Regions from separate parts of the Sus scrofa genome. Here region 1 is linked to region 2. A link is a contact called in public Hi-C data. All regions are on one chromosome and are shown on one strand. Each heading gives the region's core, a stretch centred on a gene start, on an enhancer-like site or on the middle of the called end of the contact. The rest is flanking DNA. Distances are from core to core; before and after follow the strand shown.

What was found. A called contact is a pair of places that touch in the nucleus more often than the background predicts.
Region 1: a Hi-C map of fibroblasts shows a contact between it and region 2, with 2.5 times the contacts expected there. The contact joins two enhancer-like sites. A contact is called at or near these places in 1 of 47 Hi-C or Micro-C datasets (fibroblasts) and 2 of 2 datasets of contacts at active chromatin or transcription factors (alveolar macrophages and skeletal muscle).

The regions. Positions count from the first base shown.
Region 1 is chr6:103,293,658-103,300,384 of Sscrofa11.1, forward strand. No RefSeq gene overlaps it. Among named protein-coding and RNA genes, the nearest start is that of TGIF1, 63 kb to the left of the region's middle. Within about 2 kb of position 4,709, at least 7 of the 83 cell types and tissues checked have an H3K27ac peak or open chromatin away from gene starts, as enhancers often do.
Region 2 is chr6:103,128,644-103,134,766 of Sscrofa11.1, forward strand. All of the region lies in intron 7 of DLGAP1 (disks large-associated protein 1), which reads left to right. Among named protein-coding and RNA genes, the nearest start is that of TGIF1, 100 kb to the right of the region's middle. Within about 2 kb of position 4,803, at least 69 of the 83 cell types and tissues checked have an H3K27ac peak or open chromatin away from gene starts, as enhancers often do.

The sequences.
Region 1 (6,727 bases), core at 3,459-5,958, 160 kb after region 2:
GAAAAGTGTCAAGAAACAATAGTGCGGTGATAAAGCAAAATCCCATTCCTCCTCAAGGGATGCACATAACAATTCAACACCTATCTTTGAGCTTTGAGGGAACAAAGACCTCCACCAGATGGAGGATGGGATGATGATGCTGATCCTCCCCCCACTTCCATCAGCTAAAGGTGGACTCTCTTGAACTTGGTCCCATTCTATGCTGAACTCTGCTTTAGCCCCTTCATGAATATGCAGAACCCTTAGCTTAAAACTTCTCCAGTTTGGCAGACACTGCTTTGGGAGAGATGACTGGTGCTCTCCTTACTTGCTGCAGATAACAAACACATCCTTCCTTTTGCCACCCTTTGGCTTGGTGGTCTTTTGGCTCCTCAACACCCACCAAGAAAGGAACCCAGTGTTTGGGGAACAGTTAACAGCACAGTAAGCTTATGAAGGCAGAGCAGAGATGGAGGCTTTGCATCCAATCACGGCAGAGCATGACATCAGATGATTCCGCAGAAACTGGGAGGATTTGTGACTCACAGGCACCAGGTAAGGTCTGTAGAACATGGTACCTTCAAGGAGAGCCTGAGAAATGTGTTTGTTCTGGGAGTGGTCCCAATAGCGGGAGGTACTGGAAATAGGGTGACAACTGCATTTTCAAACAGGTCAGTGCTCTGGGGAACTGAAATTCAATCCTGCAGGAAAGTCTCAGAAGCCATGTATAATTCAGCTCAGAATTGTACATTCTGAGGATGGAAGGATATTCATCAGGGAGCTCCCACCCCCAGAGACCAGAGGCTGCCTGTGAGGTGCTACCCTCTGTCCTCCTGGCTCACGCATGTGTTCTAATGGCCACTCAGCCTCCTGCCATCTGCTCAGTCGCTGCTGTTTGCAGGTATGGGGCATGTGAGAGCAAAAGTTATGATGTAGTCATAACCCTTAAGATTCTCCCAGCCTTGAAATTCCATGATGCTAATTTCATCTTCCCACTCAACAGCCAACCACACAAAAAGATGAGTCCAAGTGGAATGTTTGCTCTTTATGGGTAAATAATTTCCTTAGAAAACCTAAAACACTTAGATGATTCCTTTTTCCAATGCCCTTTACTACAAGGATAATCTTCAGGCAGGAAGAATCTAACTCTATTAATTGTCTATTTAATTGTCGTCCAAAATAACTAGTGCTTAAAGTACTAGAAAGTAAGTTTTAAGTCTGAATGTAGAATCTTATAAGATTAGGTAACAATAAAGTCAACCAAAACCTTTCACAAGAGCTTGTTTTTTTGTTTTTTGGTTTTTGTTTTTGTCTTTTAGGGCTGCACCCTAAAAGCATCACATAGGCAGGTGTGTAAGGTAGTTGGTCCTAACACCGGGGATGTTATGTATGACCACCTGCCTAAATTGAGTATCAGAAATCTGCATTTCCTCTTAGCAATTAATAAACAGTCTGTGGGCTGGATATAGTGTAAAATTTTCTCTTTCCCAGCAGTTTTCACTTTTCTTCTTTTTTTTTTTTTTGCCTTTTGTCCTTTTAGGGCCGTACCTGCAGCATATGGAGGTTCCCAGGCTAGGGGTCTATTCGGAGTTGTAGCCGCTGGCCCACGATGTGGCCACAGCAAAGCCAGATCTGAGCCATGTCTGCGACCTACACCACAGCTCACGGCAACGCCGGATCCTTAACCCACTGAGCGAGGTCAGAGACTGAACCTGCAACCTCATGGTTCCTAGTCAGATTTGCTTCCGCTGCGCCACAACGGGAACTCCTCACCTCTGGTTTTATCAGCCATATTCATACCTGTTTGAGTCAGTCATTAAATTGTTAAAGTAACAATGATTTTCTAAATTATTCCTTTTATATTTCATCACTTGGATTCCCCTACAAATAAAAGCCTCTCCCACTGGACTCTTGGATTTTGTTTTAATTCAATTTGATTAAATCCATGGCCATGGTTATTTTTTAGATGCTCAAATTATCCCACACGTGGGCAGTAGAAGCCTCTTTTAGTAGGTGCCTATGTTTTTGACTTTTCACGTTTCCCTTGTTCCCTTGCCAACTTCATGATTAAGCTCTCTTCCCAAAACTTTATTCCCTTTCTTGCTTGGCACCTGTTCCCCTCAGGACTGAGGAGTATGGAAGAAGAGGGGGACATAAACTCAGCAAGATCCTCTGGGGCAGGTACAAAAGCCCCTCCTTATTCTTGTTTGAGAACAAAAGCTTTAGTCTGAGGCCTTCCTAAATTCCAAAGAGCAGGCACAAGCTGTTACTCATTAGGGAAGTGAGGAAACGCAGAAACAAAGGAAAAGCAGTTAAACAAGAAAAGTAAAGACAATAATTCAGCCATATGACGGAGTGCTAGTTCCTCCTCAAGGGACATACATAACAATCTAGCACATACCTTTAAGCTGTTCTGCAGGGACTGAGAAACCCCCCCCCCCCCAAGTGGTGGATGCTGATCACGAGCACAAGACCCTAGACGGGCTGATGATGAAGATTTCTGAGGCATTTCCGCTGTGGGACAGTGGGTTAAGAATCTGACTTCAGGAGTTCCAGTCATGGCTCAGCAGTTACAAACCTGACTAGTATTCATGAAGACAGGGTTGGATCCCTGGCCTCGCTCAGTGGGTTAAGGATCTGGCGCTGCTATGAACTGTGACAGGTGTAGGTCACAGATGTAGCTCGGATCTTGCGTTGCTGTGGCATAGGCTGGCAGCTGCAGCTCCAATTCCACGCCTAGCCTGGGAACCTCCATATGCCACGGGTGCAGCTCTAAAAAGACTAAAAAAAAAAAAGGGAATTCCCATCATGGTGCAGTTGAAACGAATCCAACTAGGAACCTGAGGTTGCGGGTTTGATCCCTGGCCTCACTCAGTGGGTTAAGGGTCTGGTGCTGCCGTGAGCTGCAGTGTAGATCTCAGACGAGGCTCGGATCTGGCATTGCTGTGGCTGTGGTGTAGGCAGCTGTAGCTCCGATTAGACCCCTGGCCTGGGAACCTCCATATGCCGTGGGTGCGGCCCTAAAAAACAAAAACAAACAAACAAAATCCAACAGCAGAGGGTTGGGTCACTGCGGAGGCACAGGTTAGATCCCTGGCCTTCAGCAGAGGGTTAAACTGTCAGGTGTTGCCATAGCTGTGGCTCAGATTCAATCCCTGGCAGTGGAACTTCCATTTGCTGCAGGTGTGGCCATTTAAAAAAAAAAAAAAAAAAAAGATTTTCTAAAACCTCGCCCTGTTGTCTCACCACCAACCAATCAGAAGAAAAGCATGCACCCTGAAGCCCTCATAGGAAATGTTGCCTTTAAAAGCCCACCCCTGAAAACCATTAGGGATCCGGGTCTGCTCTCCTTCTCCTTGCTGGGTGTCCTGTACACAAATGCTGCACTTTCCTTCACTGCACCTCAGTAAACTGGCTTCGATATGGCATGGACAAGCCCACCCAAGTTTGTTCCAGTAACACTCATGCATTTTTTTAAACACTTTTTTAGTTTCCAGAACAATAAGATGAAGATGATTCAGGTCCACCTTGTGCTTTTCCTGTCCTAAACCTGAAATCAGCCAAGGACCTCCGATTCCTTTTGTTACCTGAAAACTAGGTTCACCTCTTGGAGGGTGTTGAGCCAATAGACATAACCAAGCCAAAGACTGGGAGAAGAAAGGATTTATTATTACTTGCTCTGGGGATTTTTCCCAAAGCGAGGCCAGGGATTGAACCTGCGTCCTCATGGTTACTAGTCATGTGTTTCTGCCGAGCCATGCCATGACAGGAACTCCAGATATCAATTACTTTATAGTTGTAATTACAGAAACAATTTCTGACCTTGGTTTTTAAAAATATTATCAGCAGAGTTCCCATCTTGGTGAAGTGGTTAACGAATCCGACTAGGAACCATGAGGTTGGGGGTTCAATCCCTGGCCTTGCTCAGTGGGTTAAGGATCCGCCATTGCCATGAGCTGTGGTGTAGGTGGAAGAGGAGGCTCAGATCTGGCGTTGCTGTGTAAACAGGCAGCTCTAGCTCTGATTAGACCCTTAGCCTGGGAACCTCCATATGCCTCAGGTACAGCCCTAAAAAGACAAAACACACAAAAAATAAAAAGATTATCAGCCAAGTTAAAGTAATTAAACAAGGAGGCCATTAGACTAAAGAGCTTTAATGCCTCAGGAGCCTAGTAAGCAAAACAAAACCTAAGCCTGAAAGGCCTCAAAGTTAAGAAATCAAAATCCAAGACCAACCAATCACAAACACCCAACATGGCTTTCCCAAATAAGGCAAACCAAAGCTACAGCCAATCAATAATGTCCTTGTTTTGCTTCCCATCTTCTCTATAAAAGTCTTGCCTCCAGTTCCCACTCTGGGGAGCAGTCCTAACCTCCAGGTAGGGGCTGCCTAATTCAGGGGGTTTTCACTCAAATAGACCCTTAAAATTTTAATATGCTTCAGGTTATCTTTTTACTGCCATCTATTGTGCTTAAAGTAGTCTGAATAACTTAGAAAATACTGGTTCACAGTTTTAAAATAGATTATCAAAAGTGGTAAGATTGAGAGAAAGCATTAAATAATTTGTATTCCAAATGAATAATCTTAGTTTATGATCTTAAGGTTTTCTTCTAAACCTGTATTATCTGAACCTGTATTATATGAATGGCAGTGACCGCTACTGGGATTGGTCATGTCATTGTTTACTTAATTGGAATGATGCACAGACAATGACAAACGAGGCAATTATTTGTTACATTTTCTAATGTAGTGACTGAGCTGTAGGCAATGTATGAGTCATGAGTAAGTGCTGAGTCATGAGAGCAATTGCACAAACTCTTGTAATTATTTTAACAGTCTGAATATTTAAATATTTAATAATAAATTTCAGGAGTTCCCGTCGTGGCGCAGTGGTTAACGAATCCGACTAGGAACCATGAGGTTGCGGGTTCGGTCCCTGCCCTTGCTCAGTGGGTTAACGATCCGGCGTTGCCGTGAGCTGTGGTGTAGGTTGCAGACGCGGCTCGGATCCCGCGCTGCTGTGGCTCTGGCGTAGGCCGGTGGCTACAGCTCCGATTCAACCCCTAGCCTGGGAACCTCCATATGCCTCGGGAGCGGCCCAAGAAATAGCAACAACAACAACAAAAGACAAAAAAAAGGCAAAAAAATAAAAAAATAAAAATAAATTTCAGAAAATACTGTAGCTCTTTTCGGAAGGCTGAGGATGTATGCAACAGCTTGAGTTTTTTCCTACCAATGTCACAAATGCTGCCGTCCCAATATACAATGAACCTCTGCGTAACCAGCAGTTCTGCTTCCGTGTGCCAAGAATGGCCAACTTCCCAGCCCAGAACAGCCGTGCCCTCAGTACTTGCCAGCCTACCCCCAAGCTCACCCAATTCTAAATTCTGTTGCCTGCCAAATTCTGTACAGATTAGGATTTAATTAAGAAAACACATTCACTCAAACTATCTTCACATACATATATGTGGATATTATACATGCTCTTTATATGCATGTATGTATTACGTCTTTTATATGTATTATGTGTATATATGTATGTATATACATATATATATATATATACACACATATAATATAAAGAACTTACATATTAGGGATCTTGCTAACAACAGAGGTGACAATACAGATAAGTATGGTGAAGGTTCTTTCAACAGGATAGAGACTTTTCTTTTTAAATGGCTACACTGAAGGCATATGGAAATTCCCTGGCCAGGGACTGACTCCGAGCCACAGCTGTGGTAACACCAGATCCTTTAACCCATTGCGCCAGGCTGGGGATCAAATCTGCCCCTTTGGATTCTTGACCCACTTGCACTATGGTGGGAACGCCAACAGAGACTTTTTAAATCAATATTTCTAAGACAATCGACTATCCACATGGAAATTTTAAAAAGCCAAACTAAAACAACGTCCTACCTCATACCATAAACAAAAAGTAAATTCCAGGTGAACGGAACCTAAACATCAAAAAAGCAAAATTTTTAAATTTTTGAACAAACCAGAGAAGAATTTCTTCCTTGAAATATAAAAAGCATAAACCATAAGGGAAAAGAGTGATATGTTTGATTTCATCAAAATTTAAAGCTTCCCTTCAACAAAAGGGTATTTTTAAAACATTTAATATGTTTTATAAAAAAGTAAAACGCGTCATAAAATGGGATAGTTAGCTTACAAAGAATCTGTACACAGAAAACATTGAAAAAAATTTCTCAGGAATTAATGAGAAAAAGACAAATAATCCAACAGGAAAATGACCAAAAGATATGAATAAAGAATTCACAGATGAGGAAGCCTATGTGACTGATAAGCATATAAAAAGATGTTCAGCCTCAATGTAATCAGAGAAACATTTAAAAACACAAGATCCTATTTTATGTTCAATGGAATTGGCAACAGTTTTAGTTCTGACAATACGAAGTGTTGGGACAATGTGGAGCCACTGGAACTCACACACACTCTTGGTGGGGATGTAACCTTGTTAGACCAGAGTTTGGCAACTGGTGGCAAGGGTGAGGGTGGGCAGAGCCTATGGCAGGCACAGTGATTCTTAGCTTAGTTCGGGTTGGCTCCCCTCAGCATATGAGTGGAATGGTGGCAGAAACCAGCATTTTGTGATTCCATTTTGTTTTCATTTTATTTGATTTTTTGGCCGCACCTGCAGCACATGGACGTTCCCAGGCCAGGGATCCAACCACCCCCACAGAAGTGACCCGAGCCACTGCAGTGACCATGCTGGATCCTTAA
Region 2 (6,123 bases), core at 3,553-6,052:
CTTCTTTTCCTTGAGGATACAGAAGAAACCCTGCTGGAGTTCCCGTTGTGGCTCAGTGGTTAACAAACAGGACTAGTATCCATGAGGACTACGGTTTGATCCCTGACCTTGCTCAGTGGGTTGAGGAGCCGGTGTTGCCATGAGCGGTGGTGTAGGTCGCAGATGAGGCTCGGATCTAGCCTTGCTGTGGCTGTGGTGTAGGCCAGTGGCTACAGCTCTGATTTGACCCGTAGCCTGGAAACCTCTATGTGCCACGGCTACGGCCCTAAAAAGACGGGGGAAAAAAAAAAAAGGAAAGAAAGAAAGAAGCCCTGCTCACCCACCAGGCCAAGCCCACTGCCACCTGGTCATTACCCATCCGCCACTGTCTTGGTGGGCTGGACTGGGCTGGGCTGGAGCCCCATCCGGGACTGAAGATGCCTGGGAGGAGGAAGCCCAGAGCGGGAGCTCTGCCGGACTGGCCATCCTCCTTCAGCTGCGGTTCTCAAAGCCCCTAGCCCAAACCTGACCTTGAGACTACTTGTGGTGTGATTTCTGCACCTCCTCCTGCAGAAAGAAGGCCAGAGTACCAGGCCCCCTGTATGTGTCATGCATGTTAACTTTCGACCACCCAGAAAATTCTCAATTCCAAGCACACTTGACCAAGAGATTCAGAAGAGGACTTTTGGATGCAGACATTCTTCTCACAGGATTCAGAGGAGAACTTAAGCACAAAAGTCGAAGGCAGCTCTTTAGAAGAAGAGAAGGGAGGCTGTGCTGGAAAGAACCCGGTTCCAGTAGGACCCCATGCTGCAGAATGTGGGTGACCCAAACTCTCAGGCCTCCTGGTCACTTGCAGGGTTGGGATTAGTGGTCAGGGCCTGGCTTCAGGGAACACAGTGAGTGAAGTGATGGTGGGTAGCAGGCAGGGTAAGTGGATAGATTTTCCAGCTGGCCTCACCAATTTCCTTGGCTTTTTTTATTTTTGGCAAATGACCAGCTGTAAGGCAGAATTGTAAATGCAGTCTTTTTTTTTTTTTTTTTTTTTTTGTAGTCTCTTTTGTAGGGCTGCACCCGAGGCATATGGAGGTTCCCAGGTGAGGGGTCAAATCAGAGCTGTAGCTGCTTGCCTTTGCCACGGCCACACCAGATCTGAGCCAGGTCTGCAACCTATACCACAGCTCACTACAATGCAGGATTCTTAACCCACTGAGAGGGGCCAGGGATTGAACCTGCATCCTCATGAATGCTAGTCAAATTTGTTTCCATAGAGCCACAACGGGAACTCCGTCAATACAGTCTTTAAGTGGCCTTGACAAACCCACTGAATAGGCTAATGGTGTTCACTGCCCGGTGTGGACAGAAAGACCCAACTTCTTCTCTGGATCTGTGTCCTCATCTGTCAGTGACACAGTTGGACAATGAGGTGTCATTTTAAAGCACTGATCCTATCATTTGAGAGTCAGCGAAGGGCTGGTAGCCTTTCAGGTCCCAGGGGGCTGACAGCCGGTAACCCACAGGTTAACCCGCAGAGGTGTTCCTGCCTTTCCTTTGAGGAGGGGGCTCCAGGGAGGAAAGAGAAAAGGAGTGGGGTGAATAATTACCTGCCTGACCACACAGACTAGGCCCCCCGGCCTCCCACAAGCCCCGCTCTCTGAACACAGCCATTCCTCCTCATGGTGCTTCGACCTACTGGAAGGCAAGCTGGATGCATTTTCTTTCTACTCTGCTCCCTCACACATCCTGTTTGCCCAGGTTTGCCTAGTGCAAAGCTCCTGCTCCAAGCCCAGCACTCCAGCCAGGCCCTCTGTCATTGTGCAGCAACAGTGGTGGTCTTGACAGACGGTCCGCCTTCCCTCCAAAGCCCAGAGTCTGCCTGGGAGCACGAGGGACAAACTGATCCAGCCACAAGGTTCAGGGAGGATTCAGCCTGATGGACTCTCCTCAGACGTGACCTCCTCTGGTTGGCACACAGGCCGCCCTGTCTCGAGAGACAGTGACCCTGCGCCTATCTGGAGACAGCCAGCCCCTCCACACGGCCCCGAGGCCAGGACATCTGAGGTCTGCTGTGGGTCCCAGGCTGGCCACCATGGAGAGCCCTGCTGAGCTGCGCGATCCTGCCTCAGGCTCCAGGTCTCATGGAGCCAGTGACACGTGCACTCATGAAACGAGCTTTCATGAAGTGAGACCAGGAGGTAAAGAGAGCTCTTGACGCTAAGATACCCAGCTTGTGCAGGAATAATAAGTCACAGAAGAATAAGGACTGGATGGAACTGAGAAGGAGACAAGCAGTGCTCAGGGACAGGGCCGTGGACATCAGGGGCCCCCACGCAGCCATTCGCTCCCTTCTCCAGAGGTCAAGCTGGGCAGAGGGTGGAGGAAGCAGGTGGATAAGCCATAGGACTGACTGGCTCCAGCTGATACTAGGTAGGGTTTTCACATGCTCGCTCCGTGTCAAAAGTTGGCCAATTCCAACCACACTTGGCCAGCACTTGGCCGATGCCAAACAGAAGTAGCCACTGGTGAAGGCAGATGGTGTTGCAACATCCAAGGTCACAGAGGATGGCTTTGCTGAGCCTTCATTTTACTTCTACCCCTGCTGACCCTTCTTTCCTGATTATTAGTCCCTTTTTCTTCTTCTCCAGGAAGTCCCTTCTCGTCTCTGTTCCTTCCTCTATGTACCAAGTACTGACCCAGATAGTTCCACGTGCCATGCATGTCCTAAGCACTGTGGTCATCACGGATACAGTGGACAACAATGCCTGACCTTGTGATCCTAACATCCTTAACCAACTCCTTTCTCTCAGTCTGGGGGCAGGGGCGGGGATTCACCTAATAGAGAACATAGGCAAGTACTGCTGAGAAGTGATGGAAATGAGAGCTGGTGGATGAGACACCTAAAAGAAAAAATGTCCTCCCTGCTCCTGGCACCAGCCTTACCCCAGACCCTCCTAGGCATGTAGTCTCCCCACAAGACCGGTCTGCCCTCCCAGGAAACCTTATTTAATTCTGTAACCCTGACCGCCGGCCCTGAATCTTCCCTTCCTGTCAACAGTCCATTCAACCCAGGAAGACCTGCTGACCTGGCTGGGACAGATTTTGAAAAATATGCACAGTTACCAACATGAGGAAAAAAAAAAACAAAAAACCAAAACACCCTAAGTCCTAGAGGAAGTGGTATATCTGATGTAGTGGTAGAAATCACTTCAACAAGTTGTGGAACAAATGGAAATTTAAGCCCAAGAGATGAAACTGCCAGGGCAGCCGCTGGTGTGTGTGGATGACTCAACAGCACCTGTTGGGGAGGCTGGGAAAATGAACCGTGAAATCCTGATGGCTTTCCCTCCTGGAAGCAACGGCCATGCCTTGCAAATTAGTGAGTGAGCCTGGTGTTCTCAACATCCTGACACGAAACTTTGTGCCTCGTTCTCTGAAGGCTGTGACTCACCTCAGCTACTGGTCAAATGATTCTTACTCAGAGCCCTTGGTTTGTAATCTGGAACGTTAAAGGATCGAGTCAAGGACTAGCCAGATGTCTGCTGCCTTTCAAGATGTTCCTTTGAAATGACTGATTTCAGGCAAGAACTGGTTTTACATATGGTAACCCTCCATTTCTCAGAGTGGTTAACTTCTTGCCAAGCTTCATTAAAGGTTCCCATGAGAGGCTTCAGATCTCAGTGCCTGGACCTGGGCCTTCTAAAATGACTTTCCTCCAAACAACACTTAACTTCCTTTAATTTAGTTAATTAATGGAACTTTCTGAAGAGAACAGCGGCTTTGATCTGAACCTCTTTCTTAGTTTTCTTAACATTTCCGGAAAGGGACAAAGGGGGCTGCCCTTGCAACTGACTAGAGCTACCAGGGCCTCACAACTGTAATCCTTCCTCCAAATCAGGGACCGGATTGCTCCGAAGGAGGGAGGAGCCCAGGAGAGGAAGAAGCCTTGGTTAAAAAGACTGCCCTGGGCATTTTCGTGGGTGTTTGCCCCACACAGAGATAAAAGAGCTAAGGTGGGGCTGCAAAGCAGGCTCTCTGGGAGGCTGGGCCAGCAGTTTGGGAATCCTAAATCATCTTTGCAAATAAACTAACAGGAAACCAGTGAAGGGAATTAGAAATGTTTCTACCTGAGAGAAAGGCTTCTGCAAACAATCGACAAATTCAGATAAAAATGGAAAATGCCAGTCCCACCCAGCAGAACCCTCGTTTTCTTGGCTATTCATCCTCACTGCCATCCACTTAACCAAAGAGCGGCAGCAGCTTTTGCTTTTCAACTTGCCAAGGTAACAAAAACTGTTGCCCTAGCAGCTGCTGGGGGGGGGGGGGAAGGTCAGCACCCTCAACCCAGAGCTCTTACCCTTAATTTTAAGGTGGTAAATTAAAAAGCAAGACATTCTGGGTCTTGACTTACTCTTTGCGTTTTTTTCTGGAAGACAAAAGCAGCCAAGCCATCCCCCTTCCTTGTGACTTACCTGGGAGCCGAGCCTCGGATTTCCAGGTACATCGGTGATGTTCCGAGATTGGTCACCAGGGGGCGCTCGAGAGCGGGCTGCCTGCAGCAATACTTTGTTTTCTCAGACTGAGCTGGGAGGGAGGGGGGGTGGTGAGGGAGATGCCGCTGGCTTTAAAAAAAAAATCCTTTTGTTCTCTGAAATCCTGCTGCCTGCCGTTTTAGAAGGCAAAGGTTGCCACGTTACCTGTTGCCAGGTTCCTGCGAGTGCTTGGGGAAAATGTGGGCGACAAAGGTAACGCACAAAGTCCTCGGGCTCGGTGGCTTTCAAGCCCTTTGGCCGGGCTGGGCGCTGACATTTGGAGCGCAGCTGCGGCGATCGGCCCAGCATTGTTGGGTTGTAGTTCTAACAGAGGAGTGGCTGCGTCTGACATCATTTCCAGGCATGGAGTGCCTGGGGCTTTTTTTTCTTTCCTTCTTTCTTTTCTTTTTTTAATGACTAACTTTCTAACCCCCCCCCCCCACACACACACACACACGCACACCCCGGTTTGGGACAGTACACGCACTGTGCACGACAAGCCTCACCTCAGGAAGCCCAAGTTTTGTAGCAACTTGTTAAAATAACTCGGGTGCCTCAGGAAAAAAAAAAATCTGTGACTCTGAAACAAACCTTGCCATTCTTCCTCTGAGAACAATGTTGTGTTTGATTTGCAGCAGAAAGCGCTGCTCTCCCCGGCTACTATCGACTGAATAGATCTCGGAGCCAGACAAGCTGAGGCTTGGGCGTTTGTCTGGCATTAGGAAGTGTCTGGAATACTAGTAACTACCCACTGGCAAGTCCTATGACTACAAAAGTTATTACAGCAGCCCTCCCTCTCTGTCCACATCCCGCTCCGCCCCCTACACCCTCACACAGGCCCTGCTTTTTTCTACTTGACCGAGGAAAGGTTAGCTGTTCCTGCGGTTTCCGTGGAGGATGGCTCTGGTGGAAATCGTTCTCACAGCCTCTTCCCTTGAGCCAAAACTAACCAGGGGGAAGGCCAGCAGCGGCCCGGGTCCCCTCAGAAGCCCCGGCCCCGCCCCCGCGGCCCTGGGATGGCCACCCTCTCCCCGTGGGGCCAGCAGGGCGCGGACCACTGACCAGCACACTTTGGGTGGCCTGTACATGTTGAGCTGTAAATATTTTGAAAGAAGGCGGTTATTTTTCCCCGTGTGGTGTTTTTTGCGGCGTTTCTCCCTTTGGCAGCAGTTTTCAAGCTGCATGGGCACACCCCTTGCTGACCCATCCACATGCATGCATCCTCCTCACCTTTGCCCAGGTCCTGCAGCTGGGAGCCGTCTCCTGGAATTTGTCACAGAAAGCATTAAGCTTTACTGGCCAAGGCATTTAAGGTTTAATAGCAGATGAGTCCAGGTGATTTGAGTGAAGGAAAAGAGGTGGCATTTGGAGGCCAGAGAACACTAACTCTACCACCTCGTAGCTGCATGACTTAGAGCAATCAGTTACCTGCCCTGAGCCTCTGTCTTACCATCATATATATATATGGGTTTAGTGAGATCTCCCTGGGTCTCGAGACCCTGTCTATTAAATTCGCACGGAGCTCCCGTCGTGGCGCAGTGGTTAATGAATCTGACTAGGAACCATGAGGCTGCGGGTTCAGTCCCTACCCTTGCTCAGTGGGTTAACGATCCGG